Regions from separate parts of the Sus scrofa genome. Here regions 2, 3 and 4 are each linked to region 1. A link is a contact called in public HiChIP or PLAC-seq and promoter capture Hi-C data. All regions are on one chromosome and are shown on one strand. The core of a region is the stretch at or near the end of the contact, and the rest is flanking DNA. Distances in the headings are between cores, read along the strand shown.

The links. Promoter capture Hi-C pulls out the DNA fragments that hold promoters and counts their contacts. HiChIP or PLAC-seq counts read pairs in DNA pulled down with a chosen protein or histone mark.
Region 2: an H3K27ac HiChIP or PLAC-seq map of skeletal muscle shows a contact between it and region 1, with 4 times the contacts expected there. The contact joins the promoter of C14H12orf65 here to the promoter of ZCCHC8 in region 1. A contact is called at or near these places in 1 of 5 promoter capture datasets (liver) and 1 of 2 datasets of contacts at active chromatin or transcription factors (skeletal muscle).
Region 3: an H3K27ac HiChIP or PLAC-seq map of skeletal muscle shows a contact between it and region 1, with 8 times the contacts expected there. The contact joins the promoter of DDX55 here to the promoter of ZCCHC8 in region 1. A contact is called at or near these places in 1 of 5 promoter capture datasets (fetal skeletal muscle) and 1 of 2 datasets of contacts at active chromatin or transcription factors (skeletal muscle).
Region 4: a promoter capture Hi-C map of liver shows a contact between it and region 1, with 4 times the contacts expected there. The contact joins the promoter of SBNO1 here to the promoter of ZCCHC8 in region 1. A contact is called at or near these places in 1 of 5 promoter capture datasets (liver) and 2 of 2 datasets of contacts at active chromatin or transcription factors (alveolar macrophages and skeletal muscle).

The regions. Positions count from the first base shown.
Region 1 is chr14:30,263,259-30,265,958 of Sscrofa11.1, reverse strand. ZCCHC8 (zinc finger CCHC-type containing 8) reads right to left here and starts at 1,436. Exons shown (of 15, transcript NM_001190154.1): 1 at 1,221-1,436. The coding sequence starts at 1,419.
Region 2 is chr14:29,657,640-29,660,339 of Sscrofa11.1, reverse strand. C14H12orf65 (probable peptide chain release factor C12orf65 homolog, mitochondrial) reads left to right here and starts at 1,434. Exons shown (of 4, transcript XM_001928287.6): 1 at 1,434-1,584. It overlaps MPHOSPH9 (M-phase phosphoprotein 9), which reads right to left and starts at 1,312. Exons shown (of 24, transcript XM_021074060.1): 1 at 1,129-1,312.
Region 3 is chr14:29,387,410-29,390,109 of Sscrofa11.1, reverse strand. DDX55 (ATP-dependent RNA helicase DDX55) reads left to right here and starts at 1,325. Exons shown (of 13, transcript XM_003359086.4): 1 at 1,325-2,574. The coding sequence starts at 2,467.
Region 4 is chr14:29,557,740-29,560,439 of Sscrofa11.1, reverse strand. It overlaps SBNO1 (protein strawberry notch homolog 1), which reads right to left and starts at 1,337. Exons shown (of 31, transcript XM_021073996.1): 1 at 804-1,337.

The sequences.
Region 1 (2,700 bases), core at 187-2,686:
TACAAATATGAAGATCATAAACTTCAACTACTAATCTTACTTTTGGTATCAATGTTAGGAAAGTTAAAAGACAAATATTTTGAGGATGACACACTTGCTGACCTGCTTTGTTGCAGGGCTAGGTAACAGGACCTAAAAACTAAAACATCATTTTCATCCTTTTAAACGTGATCTTTCTAAGGCAGGTTCATGCAGTTCAAAAGAGACTAACAGACAACCAAAAACGTTATTCAGACAACGGTGTCCTGTCAGAAGTTAAACAGCCACTCACTAAAGATAATTGTCCAAGTCAGCAGCATCATGATTATTCAAATAAAGTACATGCAGCATAAGACACTGTTAAGGACCTAATAAGCTAGGATGGACTCTGTAAAGATCACTGTAAAATCCTTTCAACTTTCCTGTATTTTGAAATTTCTCATAATAAAATGTTGAGGAAAAAGGCATTATAAAAAATGACCTCTTAAACCTTAAAAGATGATTTACCAACCGCTTTCAGGGATCTTTCCATTAGCAAAACTACCTGAACCAAAGTTATCTGTATGAATAGTAAAACAAAACAAAAACCCTCTAAGAATGTGAAAAAACAGTCACACATCTTGCTAGAAAGGCTGTAAACTAAAGACAAACGGAAACTGATTTGGCGCGTCTTCTCTAAACCTTTGCAATACATCTTCACCACGGAAGCTATTTTAAAGTGGAAGAACTTTAAAATGAATCCTCAATGTTCTTCAAGCAATTAACCATTTTTCTTTCCGCGCTTCGAACCCTTAAGGGCCCCGACTCTACATCCCAGGACCCCTCACTTCTGCCCCACTGGAAAGACAGATCTGCGCCAAAGTCTAAACAGCCGGTATCTCCTAACTATAACACGGCTTCATCAACTTTAGCTGGGCTGCAGAAAATGAAGTCGGGTAGTGATTCCAAAGAGAGGAAGACAAGTGGTGAAGAGCCTACAATTTAACAGTTGAAACTGTCCGAAATAACCCTAAAATCCGGCCCCGGAATTGGGGGGGGGGGGCGGGAGGCGCGAATCAAGTCCAGGAGACGCATCCCACTAAGGGAGAGGTCCCGCGCCGAGGCCTGGGGGACAGTTTACGCAATCTGAACCCTAGATTCTCAGCCTGAGTTCTGGCCCTGGTGGAATTTCCGCCCGCGCTCTTCCCGGCACCGCACCCACCACACGCCCGGGTGACACGGCCCAGCGAGGGGAAGGATATTCTCGGCGCGGAGCTGCTCGACGGTTTCCTCGCACTGCCGAAGCCGTTCCCGGAGCTCCGCGTCGCCGACTCCATTCTCATCCTCCTCGTCGCCGTCGTCTTCCTTGAAGCGGGTGTGAACGGGCTTCGGAATCGACTCCTCGGCGTGGTCAAACGCCTCGAACAGCTCTAGATCGCCAAAATCCACCTCCGCCGCCATTTTGGGCTGTGGGAAAAGACACGAGAAGAGGCGGAGCTGGCCACCCGGCCGGCGGCCAAGGTTGTTGGGCGGCACCGCTCTCCCGGCTCCGGCCGATCTAAGCCACCCAGTAGGGTTTCCTCCTAAACGTAGGCCGCCGGAGCTGCACAAGGGGCGGGCCAGTCCTGTGAGACTACAACTCCCAGAATGCAACGGCGTTTCCTCAGACCCACCTCTGAGATTGCTCCGAAGCATGGCATGCTGGGACATGTGGTTTCTAAGCGACTGTTAACTCATTGTTTGCACTGCATACTGGGATTGGTCCTTTTAAAACGTGAAGAAAGCCCAACTAGATCAAAATGTTACGAGTTGTCCCTGTTATGTATCTAAGGCTGAAAAAAATCAGAGCACGATGCATGGTTTATCACATGTTGTGGTTGCGTGCCAAACTAGAGAATAAGGAACTCCAGCTTTGCCATAGGATACATTTGTAATCTTGGAGAAGCTACTTCAGTTGGTTGGTTTTTTTTTTTTTTTTTTTTTTTTTTTTTCCATGAAGCTCAAGCTTTAGGTTACTTTAGCTTTGTCTGTTGTGGCTTTTGGTGGTTTCTCCTTCAATCACCCATTCATTCAGTAACATTTATTTACCACATTCAGTGTGCCAGGTACTGTTCTAGGAGCTGAGAATGCAAGAGTGAGCAAAATAGGGAGTTCCTCTTGTGGCTCAACAGTAACGAACCCGACTAGCATCCATGAGAATGAGAATGAAAGGTTTGGTCCCTGGCCTTGCTCAGTGGATTAAAGATCCGGCATTTCTGTGGCTGTGGTATAGGCGGCTACAGCCCCAATTCAACTCCTAACCTGGGAATTTCATATGCTGTTAAGTGTGGCCCTAAAAAGAAAAAAAAAAAAAAAAAAAAAAAGGAAAAAAATTCCGTATGAAAAGGCAGAGTGGAGCAAGAGGAGGCCCGGGGTGGAACGTTAATTAGGCCAGTACTCAGAGACCATATTAGGCATATTCATTCTTCCCATCCCCAAATTGGTAAGCATTTTAAACAGGTGGTGTGTCTGTGAGCTACAAATTTACATTTTGATAGGATGGTCCTGATTGCATGGTAGGAAAAGAATTGGTGGCAGTCTAGGAGACAGATGGAATAGATTTTTGTAATAAAATCAACAAATGTTAGATTAGGTAGTGGCAAGTGGTGGAGAGTTGGTATTTAATAGAGGATATTTGAAAAATAAAGAACAGAGATAACTCAAGGGTTATGGGGAAGGAGAGGAAAGGGTTGTGAATTATTT
Region 2 (2,700 bases), core at 185-2,684, 610 kb after region 1:
GGTGCATCTGCATGCAAATGATACCCCATCAATTATTTCCCCCACTGAGTTAATCCGGATGCAGTAGATGCAGATGGAAAACCATGTGAAATGCGATGAGGCTTCCCCAGTTTGGGGGGTGGGGGGAAAGAGCTGGGTGACAGCAGAGATAAATTTTTAAAAAACTGATATAGGAGTTCCCTTCGTGGCTCAGCGGAAAGGAATCTGACTAGGAACTGTGAGAACGCAGGTTCGATCCCTGGCCTTGTTAAGTGCGTTTAGGATCCGGACATACGGTGTAGGTCGCAGACGGGGCTCGGATCTGGCCTGGCTGTGGCTGTAGCCTAGGCCAGTGGCTGCAGCTCCAATTCGACCCCTAGCCTGGGAAACTCCGTATGCGGTGGGTACGGCCCTAAAAAGATAAAAAACCGATACACAATGCAAAATTTTAAAAAGCTGCTGGAGAATGTATATAAGAACTGAGACATTTTTGTATCTTCCAGCAACAAAATATGATGCTTTTGATGTCTCCAGCTCCTAGCAAAAAAAAGGAGTTAACGGGGAAAAGAACAACTGATTCACTGAGAATATGTTAACGAGGCGTTCTGCTTTGTTGGGAACCTGAGAAGGGGGACGGAAGGGATGATTTCAGGTTTTGAGGCCAGATCCTGACATTCTCGTGCTCACAGACGCACCGCAACTGCTGCTGGCGGCTCTCGGATTAAAGTAGGAAGGCGAGGGAGGACCCACGCAGTCGCCTCAACTGTAGACAGTAGAGAGGCCAGAGTTAAAGCCACTGCTCCAACCAATAAACTATAATTATAATCCCCCAAAAGTAAGCAGAGGAAGCTGAGCGGGGGGTGTGGGGGGAGAAAAGCGAAATCCCTCAAGCCCCCCGCCCCTCGGGAAGAGGTGCTCCGCGATTGGGCCGTGAGGATGTCACTCAAGGGCACAGAGTCTAGAAAAGGCTCACGTCCGCAGGCAAAGCCCCACACGCCCGCTGGTTTTGCTGCGGTGGTTTCTGCTGACCGTCGGCTACCCCCGCCCTAACCCATCAGCACACCCAAGGGTCCGCTGAGTTGGTGTCTTCGATATCGCGTCCCCTTTCCCCCGTGACTGGCAGCTCCCCTCAGGCCGGCGGCCGCTTACCTGGCCCCGGCTCTCACTGCTGATGTTACGATCGGGCGAGCGGCCTCTCGCGACCGTTAAACTCGAGGGAGCGTGCGCGCGCCAGACGTCTTAGATGCAATTGGCTGCCCGGAAGGGGGCGGAGACGGCCGAGCCGCGGCCAGCGCGTCGACTTCCAGAGGCCAGTCCCCCAACTCCCAAGGAAGTGGCTGTCGGATGCCTGAGAAAAGAGAGGGGGCGGGGCTGCTGTCAGGTCCTCTCATCTGATTGGCTCTCTGGGAACCTACTGCAGCTACGCGGGAAAGTAGCCTCTGTTTCCCGCATGCGCAGTTAGTAAGATGAAGGGACTCAGGTGAGCGGGGGCTGCGGCAGGAATACCGCGCGTGCGCAGGCCCGGGATCGCGTTTGCTTTCCCGGTCCTGCGATGATTCCGGTTCCTCCAGAACATTGGTGGCGGGAGGCCAGTCCTGAGGTCAGGTAAGCGTCTGCAGAGAAGCCAGGTACCACGATTGCCCACGATCGTCAGGGGCTCCTAGAGAGGACTGGGAACTAGTGCCCCTGAGTTTCCCAGTTCGCAACCCTGAATCGCTCAGCTCATTGACCTGAGGCCAGCCCAGACACCTGAGCTAAATTTTCCCTGAACCTGGTTTACCCTAGGCTGTGGGGATTGGCAAGGGCTCTTCTCGGACCTGAAGTGGGAGAGGAGGAGAGCCCACTTTTGTGGAGAAAACAGTTCCACCGAGGCCCGAGGGCACATGAGCGATGCTCATTTACTCTTTAGGCAGAGCCTTAGGGAGCTGTTAGTGCGCAGCAGGGCTTATTTCAGGCATGGTGGGTGTTCTGCTCTTGCCAGTCCTTTGAAAGGACCAAGGAGAACCCGCATCCCTCCCCGTGGGCCCCCAGCCCGTCTTACACGCGCTGTTCAGTTCTTATTCTTCAGACGAAAGGTTCTTAACCTTTAAGGTACTTCTAGCTGTTAGATTTCCCTTCAGGTGACCTGAGCACACAAGAAAGGGACTTTGCTAGCCCTGTCGTTGAGAAGCCAGGATGGAGAAGATATTTGCCCTTGGAATAGCAAATCTGTGAAGAGACCTTCCATCTGATCTGAGCCTCTTAAGAATACCTAGAATTTTGTTTCAACAGTAAAAATTCAGTCTACCCGAAACTCCATGTGTGAAACATTTCAAGTTTAAATAAATGAAATCCTCCCTCCCCAGTTGTGTAAATCCCCAATCAGTACTGTATGTGTAATACTTAACCAAAATTTAAAAAAAAAAAAATTTTTTTTTTTCTAGCTTACTGCTTGTAGCAGCTTGAAGTAAGATCTCAGCTTCCAGACCAGGGATTGAACCCCAGGCGGTGAATGAGCCAAATTCTAGCCACTAGACCTCCAAGGAACTCCCAAATCAAATTATTTTTAAGCACATGGCTTTCTTTTCAGTGACCATGTTTCAAGCCCCCCCCCCACAAAAGTTTTATCACTAATTTCAGTTGGTTACAAAATTTCTATTTGAGAATTTTGCACTCACAGAAAGATGGGAACGGGAATTCCTGAGACAGTTCTAGGCAGAGGGAGGTATGTTTTCTTGCAAG
Region 3 (2,700 bases), core at 76-2,575, 880 kb after region 1:
CCTCATGACTCTTAGTTGGATTCATTAACCACTGAGCCATGATGGGAACTCCTATATATTAATGATTAATTCACATTTGTTAAATACCAACTTTCTAATCATATTTTCTCAGTAATGATGCCTCATAAAGTTATATTTTCTCAGTAATGATGCCTCATAAATATCTGCATTTTTTGTGTCTGTGAATAAAAAATAGTGATTAGGATATTGAGGATAGTGATTAGGAACCTAATTTTAGGTTTCCCTGTGTGGCTTCTTTAATGGGTCATTGTTTTTTTCTTCTCTTTTTTCTTTCTTTTTTTTTGGGTGTCGGGGAGCTCACCTGTGATGTATGAAGTTTCCCAGGCTAGGGGTCAAATCGGAGCTACAGCTGCTGGCTTACACCACAGCCACAGCAATGCCAGATCTGAGCTGCATCTGCAACCTATACCACAGCTCACAGCAACGGGCAACTCCAGATCCTTAACCCATGGAACAAGGCCGGGGATCAAACCTGCAACCTAATGGTTCCCAGTTGGATTTGTTTCCACTGTGCCACCAGTGGAACTCCTGGTGGGTCATTGCTAACATCTTAAGTATTTTTTTCATTTGGGAAAAAACCCAACTGAGTTATTTTCACTCAATCACTTGGTTTATAGATGTGAAAAATAAGTTTAAAAGGGATTAAATGATTTGCCCAAGGCTCCCAGATGAAGAGTGATTGATGGGACCAGAATCTAGATCTCTGCCTCTAGAAATGGTTCCGCTTCCTCTATTACACTAAGGGCTGCTAGTAATGAAACTACTCTGTCCACCACTGTGTGATGCGCCTGGTGTAATGCTAAGCGCTTTATAAACTCTTGTATCATTTAGTTGTCAAAACCTCCATTATCTTGTGTGGTATTATAATTCTCATGGAAGTGAGAAAGATGCTTAGGAGTTCCCGCCATGGTGCAATGGGTTAAGAACCTGTCTTCGGAGGCTTGGGTTCAACCCCTGGCCTGGGACAGTGAGTTAAAAGACCTTGCGTTGCTGCGCTTGCAGCGACGGTTGCAGCTATGGCTCAGATTCAGTCCCTGGCCTGGGAAGTTCCATATGCCGTGGATGTGACCATTAAAAAAAAAAGGAGTTCCTGTTGTGGCTCAGTGGTTAACGAACCCAACTAGCATCCATGAGGACGAAGATTCCATCCCTAGCCTTGATCAGTGGGTTAGGGATCCAGCATTGCCATGAACTGTGGTGTAGGTTGCAGACTTGTCTCAGATCCCACGTTGCTGTGGCTCTGGTATAGCCTGGTGGCTGCAGCTCCAATTGTACCCTTAGCCTGGGAACCTCCACACGCCTCGGGTTTGGTCCTAAAAAGACAAAAAGATGGGGAAAAGAAAGCTTGGGAAGTGTCCTAGGTCCCTAGATAAAAAATTAGTAAATAGACCTCCCAAATGCAAATTCAGCTATACTCTTTCCCTCTGTCTTTGCTTTCAGACCTGTCCGGAATTCCTATTTTGTCAAACAGTTGTCAAAGGCATTTTGAGGATGTGATGATCACATTAAATGAAAATGTTGCCTCAGGCTTTTCTCTTTCACTTTGTCTAGTTTGAGGTGCCTGAGTACTATTCTCATTTATTCATCCCCAACTGACTGCTGTGTGCTACCAGTTGTAGCCACTGAGATACAGAAAACGGAGAAAAATCCCCATCGTGGGATTCACCTTTTAGTGGGGGAGATTGACCTAATAGGTAAATTATATGGCATATTAATGGTTAAGTGCTATGGGAAAAAAATAAAGTAGGGTAAGTAGTTTTAGTGATTAGGAAGGAAGACTTCACTGAAATGGTATTTGAAAAGTCCTGATGGTTGTCAGGGAACAAGCCAATCCGAAGATACTGGCCCAGCACATAATAACTGGTCAGTAAAAGCTTGCTGACTGACTGTACGTGGAGGAGTCAATCAATCCAGTGCTGAACACAGGAGTAAGATACAAAGTTCGTGTTTAGGTCTTTGACCTAACTTCTTGGAAGTAAATCATTTGTTACACACTAGGCAGTGGATCCCCCATCCACAGCCTCTTTTGCGTATCTGTTAACCCGGGGCTCCGGGAATGGGGTACATTTCCGACTACTCTCTGCAGCCTCATTGGACTCGGTCCTGTCCTTTGGACAGTTATGTCATGCTGCCACCTGCCTCCGACAAGCGGGGAAAGTGTGCAAGCCGAGGCAAAATCCCTCTTCCCAAATGCCTGTTCGGTAGGAAAGACGCCCCGAGCCCAAGTGGCTGCGCTAAACAGATAACACAACTACGGCCCGGCCCTCCTCTGTCCACTTTCATTAGCGGGAGGCCCTCTTTCTCCTCTCTAGCGGCCAGAGCGCCTTTCCTGCCCTCCCGGAACTATGCGACTGCAGCACGGTTCCCGGTCGGCCCAGTTGGCAGCCGGAAGCGGAAGTGCGCCCGGGAGAAGTCCGAGTGGTAGATGCGGTGGCGGAGAGAGCCATGGAGCACGTGACGGAGGGTTCCTGGGAGTCGCTACCCGTGCCGCTGCACCCGCGGGTGTTGGATGTGCTGCAGGAGCTGGGTTTTCCGTACATGACGCCGGTGCAGGTACTCAGCGCGGGCGGTGGGGAGGAGGGCCCTCGGCGCGCGGGGCGGGGGTGGGTGGGGGCTCAGCGTGGGCGTGGCACGCAATTAATCGGACGCGGCCAGTAAGTGTACAATTAGGATTCGCAT
Region 4 (2,700 bases), core at 88-2,587, 710 kb after region 1:
AACATCCAAATCTCCTCCGCGGTTAAACCGACCCCAAACCACTTCTGGGAAACCACCAGCGTATACTGGTTTGGGGAACTTTAGATGCTCGTTACGCCAAACGCTCTCAAAGTAAGCAAATCCCGGACCGCCTTTCCCTCCCTATAGATTCTTACTTAGGGTCCAAGAGGCGAGCGAACAAGCTCCAGGCAAAATTAACCTAATCACTGGGTGAAGCGTGAAGGTGGCCCCACGTGTCCCACGTACCGTCCCTACTGCCCTGAGAGCAAGGTAACAAGCAAACCGTAGGTGTGGGGGTCCACATCTTGGGCAACCCTGTCGCCTTCCGCACTCGCCCCGAACCAAAGCAATCCTCCAGCGGAAGACTTTTGAAGGGTTGTGGAGCTCACTTTCCTACGAGTCCGGGACCTCGCATCCCCTGGTCGAGACGGGGGAGCACGGGGGGCGATCCCGGCAGAGCCAGAGCTGGCGTCCGCAAACGCTGCCTCCTCGCCCAAACGGGGTGCCTTCGGTCTGGGACAGCGGGGCCCCAGGAGCCCGACAGCCCCACGCGCGGCGACCGCAGGGCCCGGCGCTGACCGACGGAGGAAGCCAGCGCGTCGGGGCCGCGGCCGGGACCGTGCCTCCGAGGACCCCGGGGCACGCAGCTGAGAGGGCAGCGAGGGGCGCGGGAGGCCCGAAGCCGGGGTGAGGTGGCGGCCCCCCCCAGCCTGGCCCCACACGGCCCCCTGAGGAGGGTGGGAGTGGGAGGCTGTCCGGGAGGAGGAGTGTGGAGACATAAAAGGGCTACAGGGAGGACTTACTTTCCCCACAGGATCTGACGCTGGAACACCTTCTCCCGGGCGGCGACAGCTTGAAGGACCAGAGGCGACTGGAGCGGAGGCGGCGGTGGCGGCGGCAGCAGCAGCGTCCGGCTCTGCCTACCTCCCCGCCGCCATCTTGACGCCCCTCCCCCAACCCCCCCCGCCCCACCGGGAGGGGGTGGGGCGACGGATGAGGCGCCGCGCGCACGCAGCGCGCGCCGCAGGACCCACGTGACTTCCTCCCTCCCCCCCCACCGCAAACCCCAGCCCCTCTCTCCGCCCCGCCTCTCTCCTAGGTGAAGGAAGATGATTTCCCCCCCCATCTTGGCCGCCCCCCGCCTTTTCCGCCAAGCACGGACTCCACCGGCTCCCGCCGACCCTGTACCAGTGGTTGAATCCAAAGGAATTCTGGAACCCAAACGGTCCATTATCGCGGCTCCGGGGTGGGCGAGGGGTGAGGGGGCCGGGTTTCCGAGAAGGGGGAGGGGGGGAAGACGAAGGCCGCCTAGGAGAGTCACGTGTCTACTGCTTCCGCCGGCGTTTGAAAGAATCGCGAGAGTTCGTTTTCCCCTCCTTTTCTCCCTCGCGGCATGTCGGGAGGAAGGTCTGTTCTGGGTTGCCCCGAGCAGGTCAGCCGGTGGGCCGTGCGCATGCGTCCCACACCTGCTTTCAACGTCGGGCAAGGAGGGGCTCGAAGCTGTTTTCGAAACCTTTTTGGTGCGTGGCTATGGCTCAGGAAGTTACCTAGTGGCGTCTTTGTCACTTTGAAAAACTCGTTACCTTAGTTAATTCTAGCAAGAAATTCTCGTAATGATTTCTTGTTAGGCTCTCCTAAAGCACTTTATTCAATGTGAGACCGCAAGGAACTCGGAGCCCCTCTACTGCTCCGACTGCTACAATCATATCCTAATGAGTGAGAGCGCAGTCAGCTCGGTTTCCTTTTTTCTCGCGCACGCACACACACACACACCTGGTAACCTGAACAAACTATTGCTCTGAATTAATGATTGCTGCATATCTGTCGCTACCGCCTCTCACTTCCTTATTTTTGTATTATCCATTATGATGATTATTATTGCTACTACTTTTAAGTGATCTAACAGAATAAACAAATTAACTTCTTGGTAACCCTTTTGTAAAGTCATTCTGAGAATGCTGTTTGAACCCGTTGCTTAGGTAATAGGCACGCCTAGGTGATTCTTGCCCCCTACTGGCGGTCGCTTTGCTGTCGCCTTGAGCTCAAAGCAGACCTAGTCATTCAAACACTTAGTTGTTAAGGTGTGAGCTCTTCAAGAGACAGTAAGGGGCTAGAGGAAAGGAAAAAAAGTAGTCATGGAGAGAATAATTATGAATCTTTCAACTTAGTGTTTTTATACATAAATATGCATTATATATGTATGCATGTAAATAAACATTTTAAAATGCCAACAAATCACTTTGCTACTGTTACTTTGTTTAATCCTCACACGCACATTAAAAACCTATGAAGGTTGGGGGGGGGTAGTTCCTGTGGTGGCTGAGCAGAAATGAATCTGACTAGCATCCATGAGGATGCGGGTTCCAACCCTGGCCTCGCTCAGTGGGTTGGGGATCTGGTGTTGCCATGAACTGTGGTATAGGTCGCAGAGGGAGCTCGAATCCCACATTGCTGTGGCTGTGGTGTAGGCCAGCAGCTACAGCTCAGATTGACCCCTTATAATAATAATAGTTCCATAAGAACAAGGCCTTCATCTGTCTTGTTCCCTACATTCCACTAGCCTGGTTTATGTCTAGTGTAGATGATGGCAAACAAGCAATTACAAATCTGTCACGTTATGAAAAGAAAGAAATACGAAAGAATGCAGCAAAGAAATCTAAGATGTTGTAGTTAATGCTTCAGTGTCTTTGGAGCTTGGTT